2 separate regions of the Mus musculus genome follow, and region 2 is linked to region 1. A link is a contact called in public Hi-C data. All regions are on one chromosome and are shown on one strand. Each heading gives the region's core, a stretch centred on a gene start, on an enhancer-like site or on the middle of the called end of the contact. The rest is flanking DNA. Distances are from core to core; before and after follow the strand shown.

What was found. A called contact is a pair of places that touch in the nucleus more often than the background predicts.
Region 2: a contact with region 1 is called in a Hi-C map of CD8 T cells, with 4 times the contacts expected there. The contact joins the promoter of Sell here to the promoter of Fasl in region 1. A contact is called at or near these places in 3 of 484 Hi-C or Micro-C datasets (CD8 T cells and natural killer cells).

The regions. Positions count from the first base shown.
Region 1 is chr1:161,786,686-161,794,033 of GRCm38.p6, reverse strand. Fasl (Fas ligand (TNF superfamily, member 6)) reads left to right here and starts at 5,539. Exons shown (of 4, transcript NM_010177.4): 1 at 5,539-6,090; 2 at 6,884-6,929. The coding sequence starts at 5,749.
Region 2 is chr1:164,058,399-164,065,746 of GRCm38.p6, reverse strand. It overlaps Sell (selectin, lymphocyte), which reads right to left and starts at 3,671. Exons shown (of 9, transcript NM_011346.2): 1 at 3,556-3,671; 2 at 2,613-2,694; 3 at 59-445. The coding sequence starts at 3,558. It overlaps Gm51665 (a long non-coding RNA gene), which reads left to right and starts at 2,755. Exons shown (of 2, transcript XR_003948100.1): 1 at 2,755-2,817. It also overlaps a transcript of Sele not described here.

The sequences.
Region 1 (7,348 bases), core at 4,290-6,789:
AGGCCAGGTTTTCTTTCTGATTATTTCACTACCTGTGGGATCTTGAAATCTTGGGGAAACCCTCTTATGTTTCTGAAGCCCAGTGACCATCTTTGTGAAACAAGAGGCAGGGCAAGAAGAGAGGCCTCTGCAGGCAGAACCCACCTGCTATAGTACTCTGCTGACCTTGGACTTCTGGCCCACTGAACTGGGGGAAACTGTGCTTCTATTGCTTAAGTCACCAAGTCTATGTTTTTATCTAAAACAGCAGTAGTGGTGATCATTTTCAAATTTGGCTTCTGGGAGGGATATTATTTATAAAATAACCAACTGCTAAAAAAAAAAAGGCTCTAATTTCCCTATTCCTCCAAGGTCTGTGACAGACAGCAAGTAAACCTATGACAGAAAGATTAAGTGTGTGCTTACAAGTAATTTCTCATGCGATTGCCCTAAGGTTGGGAAGCTCTTGAAACATCCAGCTGCATGCCCTATACAATATCTGCAAAGCACTCAGAGGAAGCAGTGGGTGCCAGAAGCAACGACCTTGACCTTTAAGTCAGTCTCTGGTAAGTATGCTTTCCCACAAACCCATCATGACATGTGTTTTTCTAATAAGGAAGTTCAAACATCGAAAAAGACTCCCATAGAAAGGTCCCTCAAGATAGGCAAGTGGGGTGGCACAGGTATGCCATTCCAGCACTTGGGAGGTGGATGTGGGGCAATTGGAAGTTCAGAGTTACTCTTGACCACATATGTAGTGAGTTTGAGGCCAGTCTTGGATGCATGAGGCACTGTCTCAAAAATAGGTACCCGTGAGACCTACATATTTCTAGTCTTACTAGATACTATTGAGCTGTGCCTCATACCCTGTCTCACTTCCTTACTACTCTATAGGTACCAGACTCTTCACCCTTGAGAGGCACTTGAGAACACTGCTTATGAGCGAGTTTTAAAATGTTCTTAGGATCATTCTCACGTCAGACCCTCTCTGGGCTATAATTTTGGCTCAGCTATCAACTTACAGTGTGACTGAAGCCTAGATATTTCAGGGCCATGTAAACAAATGAAGAAGTTCAAATAAATACATAGTCCATATTTTATCCTAAGATCGACAAGAAGCCACTGATATGCTATCTGAAATGGTACAGTGAATTATAATTTTTAAATTATAAACTATAAATTTTTAAATCACAAAAGTAGCATAGAATTGTATGAACCAACTTAGTGGAAGGAAGGGAGAGGCAGTGTTATCAGGCTCCCCCAGGAAAGCTATCAGACAACTCCTAACATCTGCAGTGCTCATGGGCATGAGGAGCACATAGTATGCGTGGCTGGTGTCCCGTTCCTAACCTGGAACGTTCTTGCCTTCACCAATCAGCCAGGATTTCCTTATGAACTCAGTGATGGCAAATAAGTAGATAAAAAGCACAGCATACAATTTGTTAATATTCAGGAGCATCTCCATCCTCCCGCTTCCCCCGCTGCTTCCAGGGTCCAGAGAGGACAACTATCATCCTTAGTCTCCATTACTGGTGGGAGACCAAGTAGAGGTCACTGGGAAGTGATGACTCAGTGGGGGTTAGAAGATAGAAAGGAGAAGCTGCTGCTCTTACAGTAGCTCATAGAGGACAGCTGAATATAGCAGAGGCCACCGTGGGCGTTTTCCTACAGTCTTGGGGCCCCCTAACCATCACTAGCCTCAATGCTGTTAGGAGCTGGAAGTTTTGGTTGTAACAAGAGCTTATTCTTTAAACGGTTTAAAAGTTGGCCTTCATAACCTTTAAAAACAATAACAACATCATCAACAACAACAACAAAAAACCCTACCCAGCCTTTCATGATATCAAGTCTTCCATTGCTCTTCATACTCAGAGTAACTTCCATTCCCCTGACCAGCCCTGGCTGATATCCATGGGTTTCAGAAGGAAATCAAATAGTTCTGAGACCACAATACTGTCTCATGTGTTATCAAGGGTTGAAGAATAATTTCGACCTATCTGTACAGTCATCACAGCCCATCCATAGCCCTCTTCTGTCTGGTGTGATAAGAAACCCAAGTTACACTTACCACACCCTCTTTCTTTTGAAGCCTAAACCTATCAAATTTAAAGTAAGGCAAGGTCTAGGCATTCACCTACTAAGTGGCAGTAAACGGTGTTCTCTGTCTAGTAAATTTTCCTGACCAATTGGATCACGATGGTGGAAGTAAAGAGGGACCCTACAGCCAACAGTAACAGAAAGAGTACATGCCACTGGGAAACGATACCCTTGGAATGAATGAGTCATCAGGATTCTCTTGTTTCCCTGGCTCATCTGTGTAGGACCACTGCTCATATTTTTTTGTTTTGTTTTGTTTTTTGTTTTTTGGTGGTTTTTGTTTGTTTGTTTGTTTGTTTGTTTTTTGAGACAGGGTTACTCTGTATAGTCCTGGCTGTCCTGGAACTCACTCTTTAGACCAGGCTGGCCTCGAACTCAGAAATCCGCCTGCCTCTGCCTCCCAAGTGCTGGGATTAAAGGCATGCACATATTTTTAATAATGACAACAATACACTTCTTCATACAACACTTCTCTCTGGCTATTTCAATTACAGTTACTAGTCTGTGGGATGTTTTTCTAATATGACTGTTTTCTCTGCTAATACACGTGGAAGATTAAATATATGCAAATAGTTGTTTTTGTTTGTTTGTTTTGTTTTGTTTAAGAGCAAAGAGACAGGAGATTTTGCCTAACTGTCAAACCAGTCAAGACATCTGTAAAGTTGCTGGGCATGGTGGTGAACATCTGTAATTCCAAACTTTAAGAAAAGGGGGTCGGGAGGATTGCTACAAGTAGGAGGCCAGCCTGGGTTACACACTGAGTTAGGAGTCAGTTTTGGTACATAGAGACACTCTATCTCTATAAAGGGAAAAAACTATATCTACAATACCATGACTATGAGAACTGCATAACTATTGTACCAGGATAGATGGATGGGCAGATCAAACAAGAATCAGAGCTATAAGATGTCATCAATAAAGACCATGGTAACTATGCTACTGTGATTCAGTAGAAGAAATGAGGGATCGAGTTGAGGAAATTGGTTCATTCATAGTACAAGGTTTGCACTTTAGAAACTTTTATTTCTTATTTTTAAATATGCACATGCATGTGTGTCTTATATGTGGCCACATGCTTGTGAGTGCAGCTACCTGTACTTGGGGAGGCCAGAAGAGGGAACAGGATGCTGTGGAGGTGGAGGTGGTTGTTAGCTGCCTGAGATGGATGCTAGGACTGAAGTCAGGCCCTCTGCAAGAGCAGGACATGCTCTGAACTGCTGAGCCACCTTTCTGGCTTCTGGTTTAAACTGTAGATGTCTTCTTAGAGCTTGAGTATTCGAGGCACGTTCTCCAATGCAAGGGGCCTCTAGGATCCTGGTAATGGGATGTGGCAAACAGAAAAATTCACATAACAAGAAAGTGGGTTGCCCAACAAATCTATGACTGATGTTCAAACTCACAAGAAACAAGTGAGAAAGCAGTTCATAGACAGTGAGATTATCTTTATAGGTATAATGCTGGCAAAAACTGGAAAGGTAGGTAGCATTATACAAAGCAGAGATCAAAGCAGCAGCTAGGATGCTCCTTCTGCAACTGCCAGTGGCGATGAGGGACTGAGCTGCTAAACGAGCATCCTGGAGGTACCTAGAGAAGTTGAACGAGTAGCCTCATGTTTATAAATACACAAACTCAAACTTGGAGTGTTCTACGGTCTTTACTCACATTTGAGAAATTCTTGTCTGGTCTGTCTGTTTGGCAGATTGCTTCAGGGGGCTTCCCTAGGCTTGTTAAGGTTAAATACCAGGTTCCCTGGCTATGTATCACCCTCTGTTGCTCCTGAGTCACCTCTGGAGCTCTGGCCTGTAGTCAACTTTAAGGCTGATTCCGTGGAATCATGAGAGTAGGAGGCTGAAAGGACTGAGTTTGAGGTTCTAGGATGTGGGGGCCATCAGCCTGTTGGCTCTTGCATCCATTTTTCCTTCAGCAGCTACAGAGCTAAGTTCTACTTTGAATGGTGATTTCTTTTCATTAATAAGGTTCTGGTACCAATGTGATGGGTCCTTGAGACTGTTCACGGGGGTGTTTATTCTTTCTCAATCTTGCCAATAATAGTACCATTTCTGCTGAATGGCACTACCAAACTCCAACCCAGTTTCTAGAAGTTTCTCTCTCGTCTCTTTCAGCTAGAACTCTTTCCCTGTGATTGGTGGACAGTAGGGTGTTGATATTTTGAATCCTCTATGAAAAAAAATTAATCAAAAGAAGGACAAAGAGATGTGGACAGACAGAATGACAATTACTAAAGAATCCTGGGAGTTGAGATATAAAAATCACAAAAGACTCATCTGGTACAGGGAGAGCAGCCATGGGACTAGGGAAGGAGGGGAAGATAAGAAATGTGTCACAGGTGAGAAAAAGCAGGCCTGGATGATCAGGGTGGGGCGGGGAGGGTGCGGGGGGAAGGGCTGGGGGCAAAAGGAAGGAACAGCCTGAGATTGCCAGCAGAGTGACCTCAGGAGAATTAGCAGCTGGGGTGGGGCAGGATGAAGGCAGCAGAAAAATAACACTTTGGGAGTTGTTTTGGCATAGGTGAGAGGGGTAGGGTGCTCATCCCAGAAATCCCAAAGCATGAGATAAAAAAAATAAAACCACTTAAAATGTAGAGTCTGCCAAAAAGGTGGAATATAGGAACTTATTGGGATTTATATGGTTTATATGGGAAAGTAATGGGAACCGAGACTGAGTTCTTAGAGGTTATTAGACATAAATGGTGTGTGTGTGTGTGTGTGTGTGGCCAGAAGACTTGTGTGTGTGTGTGTGTGTGTGTGTGTGTGGCCAGAAGACTTGTGTGTGTGTGTGTGTGTGTGTGGCCAGAAGACTGAAGTCAAACCTAAGGCAGAGTGGTCGGTTTTATAAAGGCATAAGATATATACTTAAATTTGTTGTAAATGTTGAATAATGTTTTAGTATGTGCTGTGTGATGGTTAAGGCACACTTGCTATAAAAATGCTATTTATTGCTTATCTCAAACTCTTCTGAATTAGGCACCTCAGTTTTCATCTGGTGACCAGAAGAGAGATTGCAAAGTTAAATGATTACAGAGGAGGAAGGCTACATTTCCCAGGGGAAGTGGGATGGATAGGGGGCAGGCACAGTGGGGGGTTAGGGCAGCCTTGAACACCTGGCACACATTCCTGGTTGCAGCTGGCTGATGTTCAGGGAAGGGACTTCAACAGAGGATTCAACTCCCTATGCTCAGATGTGGAGATATCTTCTCTAGCCGAACTCCTTGGTCTTTTCCCCATGCCTCAGCACCAACAGGCCTCTCAGGACACACCCCAGAGCTGCGGAAGAGCTAATGTCCTCAAGGGGTATCCAGCGCTGACTTGCTGAGTTGGACCTCAGGCAGGCAAGCCTGGTTTACCAGCCTTCTCAGTTAGCACAGAGACGCCAATTGGAACTTCGAAGACTTGTCGTCAGAAATTTCTGGGCGGAAACTTCCTGGGGTTGCTGTGAGCTTTTTGAGGCTTCTCAGCTTCAGATGCAAGTGAGTGGGTGTCTCACAGAGAAGCAAAGAGAAGAGAACAGGAGAAAGGTGTTTCCCTTGACTGCGGAAACTTTATAAAGAAAACTTAGCTTCTCTGGAGCAGTCAGCGTCAGAGTTCTGTCCTTGACACCTGAGTCTCCTCCACAAGGCTGTGAGAAGGAAACCCTTTCCTGGGGCTGGGTGCCATGCAGCAGCCCATGAATTACCCATGTCCCCAGATCTTCTGGGTAGACAGCAGTGCCACTTCATCTTGGGCTCCTCCAGGGTCAGTTTTTCCCTGTCCATCTTGTGGGCCTAGAGGGCCGGACCAAAGGAGACCGCCACCTCCACCACCACCTGTGTCACCACTACCACCGCCATCACAACCACTCCCACTGCCGCCACTGACCCCTCTAAAGAAGAAGGACCACAACACAAATCTGTGGCTACCGGTGGTATTTTTCATGGTTCTGGTGGCTCTGGTTGGAATGGGATTAGGAATGTATCAGCTCTTCCACCTGCAGAAGGAACTGGCAGAACTCCGTGAGGTAAGCCTAGCACATGGATTAGCAGCCCTCGCGTTCCTGGCTGCAACCTGACTCTGCTGCGTGGGAGTAGGGACTTGCTATGGCCCATGTGGGCTACTGTGTTGCTTGCAATGATTTGGGGTTGTTGTTGTTGTTGTTGTTTTTAAAGGCAAGGATCTTTTCAATCCCCTCTAATTTAGAAAAGAGTTCTTAGAGTCTCTTTAGAGTTGGAGAATCAGGCGCACACGCCCTCAAAGAGAGTTGTTCTCAACCTGTGGGTTGCGACCCCTTAGTGAGGGGAGTCAAACCACTATTTTACGGGGGTTACATACCAGATATTCGGCATCTCAGATATTTACATTATGGGTTTGTAACTGTAGCAAAGTTTCAGTTATGAAGTAACCATGAAATCATTTTATGGTTGGGGGTTGCCATAACCTTAAGGATGATGCAGCGTTAGAAATGTTGAGAACCACTGCTCACAGGAAGTTATTTTCCATCTTCTAGAGAATTCAAGGCAAATACTTATTCCTCTCTGAGTTGTCAAGGGTGTTTGATGAGCTTCTCGCTGCTTCATGTTTAGTGATTCAAGGATGAAAATCAATTTTGTGTCTTGTTCAGAAGTGTAAATAAATTAATTTTCTTCAAAGAGACTTAGAAGTCTTACTACTACTCTAGATACAATTGTGTGGCTAAACCCTAACTCGGGCCAGGTCTGACATATCTGAGTCCTCTTTCTATGGATTGCTGTGACTTCTGCTTCCTTGGCTTAAATAACTGCACATTTATTCTATGACTCTCTTTCTCTCACTAGTTCACCAACCAAAGCCTTAAAGTATCATCTTTTGAAAAGCAAATAGGTAAGTACTTTTATGTCTGCCTTGTGAGTTCCCATAGCTGGTCTTCAACACTCAATAAAGTTGGGAGGATGCCTAGGATTCTGTGCCTTTCTTGGGCTTATGTTTCCTAGGCATGAAACCCTGAGGAGCTTTTGACTCTTCGTTCAGTGTGGTTCTGTGAACGATGTGAAAATATTGACTGTAGCTTATTGCTCAATATCAGTGTATCTGAATGAACACTGCCCACAACTCAAACGAATTTGGACTTGACTTTGGAAAGAGACACACATATAGCCCTGGACCTTCTCCCTTGGCTCCTTCCAAGGGTATCTTGGTCCCATCTTACGTTGTGGTGGCTGTAACTCCTAGGGACAGAAGGGGAGTAGAGGCAAAAATACTAGATGTAAAATACTAGACCAATTAGGTTCAGTGCCCAAGCC
Region 2 (7,348 bases), core at 2,422-4,921, 2.3 Mb before region 1:
TCTTATTACTCTAACTATGGTGGTCCCACATCAGCGTAGGAGCCTAGACACTGCCTACCTGTGTAGCAGAGAGCTGCCTTTCGTTTGTGACAGGCGTCATCGTTCCATTTCCCAGAGTCTCGTTCCCTCTTGATATAGATCTCCACACAGTCCTCCTTGGACTTCTTGTTGTTGGGCTCCCCAGCACCCCAGTTCTCTGCTTCTTTAGTGAGAGTTTTGTTGGTTCCCACCCATGTCCACATTTTCCCAATTTTCCTGATTCCTATCCAGTAGTAATAAGGGCTTTTGGGCAATGTATTCTCTAAATACTCAATTTCTCTCTTGTTTTGTATGGCGACTAAATCTGTGTAATTTTGCTTGCAGAACTTTCTAGCATTTTCCCAGTTCATGGGCTTTTCAGAATAATGGTAAGTCCAACAGTGAGTTCCATGGTGTATCAGGAAGTCTGGAAAACAGCAGCAGAAATATGACGACTCATAGAGTGTTCTAGGACCAGGCACAGGTGCAGGCTGCCCACCACTTAGAGATGAGGGACAAAGACTGCAGGAGAACAGGTGAGCAGTTCAGGGTCACCCAAATTAGCTGTTGGCAGCCTTGGATCAGAATATAGACTCTCTCTCTCTTTGAAAAGATATAGAATTGTTTTTTACTCAATGACTACTATACATAAATATATCTTAGCAGATTTTTTTTAATGAAAGATCTTCCTCAAAATTCTTTGAAGTGTAATTTATCCAACCTACTTTAGAAATGTATGTCACTAAGAATTAATTAAAGAATAACTTAATACAGCTTTAAAATCTACACTATACTTTTTAATCCTGGGATAACTTCCTAAAGGCTAATATTTGTTACTGTTATTATATGTCACAGTACAGATATAAAATTTCTCATTTAAGTAAAATAAAATAGGGTCAGGCAGAACATTAACATAATTTTAAATACTTTATTGTAACATAAAATGTATTCTATTGTAGAAGAAGCTGCCCTGGGAAAGCCTCAATACATAGACCAATTGTGTATCTAAACTCATAGTACAGAAAGAACAACATACATAAAGATGATGCAAAAGACACACAATTGGTTTTATCATGTTCTACATACAAAGATATTTAAGTAATAGTGCCTAATTAACAACTGGGCCTTCAGGCATAAGGGATTTGAAGCAACCAAGTAAAACACATGATTGTGCACAGTGACCTTGATGACACTGGCCATTCTAAGAATGGCATGACCTATGTGAGCTATGATTTTACAGTAAGATAAAAGATTTCATAGCCATCAGCTCACTGAGTTTTTACTTCATAAGGTGAGTACTCTAAAGACATATCAAAAATACCTTCCAAATATTTATACTTAAGCCAATCATCCTGAGCTGCTCTCCACCTGGGTCAGAGAAATTGCTTTTTGAAGTAGATAGCAGCCAGTGGAGAGATGCATAGCTGTTAAATGCTGAGAATTAGAGACTCAGCCCTAAATGGAACGCTCATATTAACCCCTCATCTACCAAGGCTCATTGCAGAAGAGACACAAAGCCTGGGAAGTAGTGTTGGGGAATATGGGAGTACTGTCTTCTGGACATGACATGGTTAATGCAGTTTTGAACTCGTAGCAGTTGTGATTTTCTGCAGCTGCATAAAACCTAGAGGAGGATCAAGTGTGGATGGGGTAGAGGATCTTCAGGCCCCACCCCTTACTGAAGGGCTATTGTCAGTTAATAGTTTCTGGGGGAGGGAGAATCATTCTTTTTGAAGGTGTGGTCACAGCTAGGTTTTTCATGCACCAGTCGATGGTCCACACCCGTACACCTATGAGCAGTGCTAACTGGATTTAGTAGGTTATCAAAAACAAAAGGAATAAAGACAGACAGACAGGAAGTTGGGAGGGGTGTTGGGGGGTATATGGTGTTGTTGAAGGGGGAAATGGCATATCATTATGATCATACTTTACTGTGCATGTATGAAACTCTCAAAAGCAAAGAAAAATTTATAAAAACAAAGAGAGGGTGTGTTCACTTGTTCTGAGCTGAAAGTCCAGGTGAGAGAAGAAGGAGAGCTAACATAAGTTAGCTCAGACAATGGTTCAAATTTATTGATGAAGAGTCTCTAAGGCTTAAGCATAAAACATGTAACATCAAAAGAAAGACACAAAAGCCCCTAAAATAAAAACAAAACCCCAGCCCTCAGGCAGCCCACGCTCTGGACTGTGGAAGTTCATTTTGGGCACAGCAAACTATTAATAGAAAATGAAATGTAGAATAAGCATAACGTGCCTTATTAGAGGTTTGTCAATTAACTGTACTCCTTCCTAACAGAGGACTATTGTGTAGATATCAGGATTTGGGCACATCACTAGAGAATGTCAATGCTAAGCTGGTATTAGGGGGACTCAGAAAAGTTCTGAAGGTCAGAGAAAGAATGAGAGTCCTTAAAAGAATTAATAGCCAAAAATAAAAAATACAAAAACAAAAAAAAAAATAAAACAAAAAAGCAACAAAAAAAAGAATTAATAGCCATCTACCTGATTGTATTCCCTGCAACTATGTACTTTCAATGAATATTTAAGAAAAGAACAATCACTGCCTAAGGCTTAGCCAAAAACAAAGGACATACCACAACAGAGCAGTGTCCAGACCCACAGCTTCAGGATGTTCCTCGAGCCCCAGTAAGTACCCTCACATCTCCATGGAAACACCTGTAAATGAAGTGCAAAATATTTAAACTCTGAACTGCAAACTTATAGCACCATGAGGCAGTGCCCTGGCACTTCTTCAATTCACAGATAAAGCCCATCAGCCCACTATCAACCGTATCCAAGGTAAACTATTTGGGGGGGGGTGGGTGTCATGGCTGAAAATTATGGCATCTACTTCATTACACACTGGTACACTACTTTATTTCATTTTCCTTCCAGGTTTCAGTCCCAGGTTGTTGATCATGATTAATGTTATGCTTTCCGATATTTCGGTATTCTTTGTACCTACTTTTCGACTGAGCTTTAAATCAAACAGAATCTTAATTTTTTTAATGCTCTTGTTTTTAATGCTCTTGGGGTCTAATGAACCAGTGACACTCACATTTGCCTTTCACGCTGGGTCATGAAGGAGCCATACCTCAAATATATGAAAGAATGATGTAGCCAGAAGCCAGGAAAGGCAAGCATTGCTTTTTTCAAGTAAGAAGCAATATATTTTTAATAACTCAAACAACAAAGCCATAGGCTTTCTGCACATCTTAAAACTGTAGTTTTGGATGTATATCACTCCTCAGGGAGTCACTCTGTGTCACCGCAAAGGTCTAATCTTATCTGTGCCCCTTCCAGCATTCCATCAAAGCAAACACCAAGGGAGAAAATCAGCAAGAAAGAGTCTAGAGTCATTTTCTTGAGACAGCATGCGTAGGGGTTTTGTTGTTGTTGTTGTTCTTGTTCTTGTTTGTTGGTTTCTATATTTCTTAAACGCAGAAATGATAGCTTCTTGCCCCCTTGCCACCTGCCTCTTCAACCCCAAGGAAAATTTTGAATATCTAGAGATCTCTTATAGGCTGGGATGCTCACCATGGCTTGCTGGGTCTCTCTGCAAGTCTCTCTGCAGGCCTCAGCCTCCTGCACCTGGGGCTCAGAGTTCTTGCACAAGGAGGGCGTGCTGCGCTCAGGAAGAATGTGCCAATGTCACCAGTGGGGTTTGCTTTCTTTCATTTCTCCAGCCCAGCCTCACATCCTCCGCCCCCAATTCTTCCTCTTTCTCTTCTCTCTCTCTCTCTCTCTATCTCTCTCTCCCCACCCCTTTCCTAATCTGGGCTCAATCATTTGCCCCAAGAACACAGTAGTGGACCAGAAGCTATGCCCCCTGCTCAGGATATCCCCAGTTTGGAAGGAGGAAAGGAAAGGGAGAGATATTGTAATTATATTATAATCCCCCAAATTAAAAAAAAAAAATAGAAAAAAAAAAAAGAAGCAATGGCAACTGGATTCTTCCCCACATCCTCTTAGTCCTTTCTGGTTACCTATGCCTCCTTCCCGTCCCTTCCCTTCCCTACCCTTCCCCTCCTCTACCTTCCCTTCCCCTCCCCTTTTTTCTCCTCCCTTCCCTTCCATTCTTCTCCCTTCCCACCCCACTTTCCTTTGTGTTCCTTGTTTTGTTTATAAACTCCCGACCATGGGGTAGGGGACCCTGGTCGTACCATAGATTAAAAACTTATTTCAGAGCTAGTTCACTTGCTCTTGAACTTCGGGAGCTTTCTGGAAGACTTGACCCAACTTAGTTCCTCTCCTTCCTCTTTCCTCGTTCACCCCCTAGTGGAAGTCCTTGTTAATGGCTCTTCTGAAAGCAAAATCCTAAATAAAATCCCAGGGCTCTAACTTAGAGAGGTTGGGGGACCTAGAAATACCTTGAGTAGAAAGTGTGAAGAGGGTAAGACAGCATATAAAGTTTGAATTCAGCCATTCAAAAGCAATCTGGAGGAAGTCACTGACATAATAGTATTTAAACTGTAAGAAAGTTAGTAATAATGACAAAAAATGGCATGTATGTGTCAACATACACACAGACACACACACACAAATATAATGTAGTAGCAACAATAACAACACTAGAACTTAACAGGTCATCTTAATTACCTTTGAAAGTCTAAAATGGGGCAGTGGTGGCGCACGCCTTTAATCCCAGCATTTGGGAGACAGAGGCAGGCAGATTTCTGAGTTCAAGGCCAGCCTGGTCTACAGAGTGAGTTCCAGGACAGCCAGGGCTACAGAGAAACTCTGTCTCGAAAAACAAAAACAAAAAACAAAAACAAACCAAAAAAAAAAAAAAGCTGAGCAGTGGTGGCGCACGCCTTTAATCCCAGCACTTGGGAGGCAGAGGCAGGCAGATTTCTGAGTTCGAGGCCAGCCTGGTCTACAGGATAACCAGAGCTATACAGAGAAACCTTGTCTCGGGGGGAAAAAAAAACCTAAAACAAAACAAAATAATAATAATAATAAAAAAGAAAGTCTAAAATGCTACAGAGGAGTAACTATTACTAGTCTCATTTTTTAATGTATTTGTTCTTAAGTAATTTCATAGTTCCTTGGTGCTTAATCCACCCCCATCTCCCACTGCTTGTCATTCCCTGGAAACTCACCAACATATCCCCCAACTTCACATGCTTGCTTGCTTCTTTATAATCTATGGAGTCTAAGTAGTCTTGCTTGTTGGAATGTTTACTGGTCTTTCTGGCTTGAACTCATTCAGATAACCATGCCTATCTCTGTAGTATTTTAGACTTTCAAAGGTAATTAATATGACCTGCTAACTTGTAGTGTTGTTATTGTTATTACTATTTTATATTTTTGTGTGTGTGTGTGTGTGTGTGTGTGTGTGTGTGTGTGTGTGTGTTGGCACATACATGTCATGGTGTTTGTCATGTAAGTTCATGGGTGTAACAGCTCCGTCAATAACTTAGGAGGCTGAAACAATGACTGGGCTTTCTGAAAAACAGGAAGTATGTATGCAAGTGAAGGACCAGGAGACTTAGTGATGCAATTCAGCTCAGGATTCACAGCGTAAGAATCAGGAATATCAGCATCCTAGACCACTGTTAAACGTATGCCCTAGCTCAGAATGATAACAAATTAGATCACGTCTGCCCACAGGCCTACATTGTAGGCCTTTGCAATAGCAGCAAGAATGTATATACTGGTAACGAAGAACCTCATTATATGAATCTAGTCTTGGGGGATTTGGTGGTTTGGATATGCTTGGCCCACGGTAGGTAGCACTATTGGGAGGAGTGGCCTTGTTGGAATAGGGGTGGCCTTGTTGGAATAGGTGTAGTCTTGTTGGAAGAAGTGTGTCACTGTGGGGGTAGACTTTGAGGTCGTATGCTCAAGCTCTACCCAGTGTGGAAGAGACCCTTCCTTCTGGATGCCTTTGAATCAAGATGTAGAACTCCCAGCATCCTTCTCTAGCATCATGTCTGCTTGAACATTGCCATGCTTCCTCCATAATGGACTGAACCTCTAAAATTGTAAGCTGGACCCAGTTAAATGTTGTCCTTTGCCGGGTGTGGTGGTGCACGCCTTTAATCCCAGCATTTGGGAGGCAGAGGCAGGCGGATTTCTGAGTTCGAGCCAGCCTGGTCTACAAAGTGAGTTCCAGGACAGTCAGGGCTACACAGAGAAACCCTGTCTCGAAAAACCAAAAAAAAAAAAAAAAAAAAAGGAAGAAGTTGCCTTGATCATGGTGTTTCTTCACAGCAATGAAACCCTAACTAAGATGGGATAATTCAAACTTCAGTGAACCCAATGAACTAAATGAACATGAACTTTTTAAAATTACAGCAAATGAGACTGTCATGCAGCAAAGACTTTGTTTCCTTGGGCTTGGTGATTCTTTTAGATAGTCAATGTTTGGTTATCTTTTGGAATGGATACAAGAGCCTAGATGTATATAATTCCACACCCACTAGAGTGTTGATGTCATCAAGAGACCACTGTAAGTATAAGCTAGAATGTGGAGACACTGGAGCCCTTCTCATGGCAGGTGTGACTGTAAAATGGAGCAGCCTCACTGGGAGAGAGCTGGAAGGTTTCTCTAAAAGCAGAGCAGGATTCCTAAGTTACCTGCCTCCAGATAATGACAGTGGAGGAGTTGCACCTTAACCACACCCTCAGGGCTTCCCTAGCAGCGTCATTCACAGTAATCAAAAGGCGGAAAGACATTCAGTGACAATGGCCTGAGTGGTCCAGATACAATATCTGGTCAATCAGCACAGAGAATATAATTTTTCCGTAAGTGGGATGAAGAGCTGATACAAGCTACACCATGGAGAACCCTAGAAAACAGTGTGCTAAGTAAAAAGAGCTAGGAAGAAGGTCATGTGCACTTTTATGTATATAAAGTGTGCTGAAGAGGCAAATCCATATACATAATGTAGATTAGCATTGCCATGGAGGGGAGAGAAAAGAGTGTGAAGGAACCGCTAACTGACAGGGTTTCACTTACGCCAATAGAAATGTTGCAGAGTTAGGTATATGGTTGCCTGATATTCCATTTTAAAAGAGGGAGGTTTGGGTCAAGGCACTTGCCACGCAAGCCCGTGGTGTGTAAAGAGAGAGCTGACCCCTCAAAGCTGTCCTTCGATTTCCACACATTCACAGTGACAATTCAGATGCACGCAAGCACATGTGCACACAATTAATTAATTAGGATGTAATTTTTATGCGGTACAGATTTTAATCTGGATGCATTAAAATGTTAAGAAGACTCAGATACACAAAGATAAGTAGAAACGCGTTTATTGCAAAACATTATACTCATATGTGAATACAATAAGTTTAACATATTTAAATAAATACATACTCTTACACC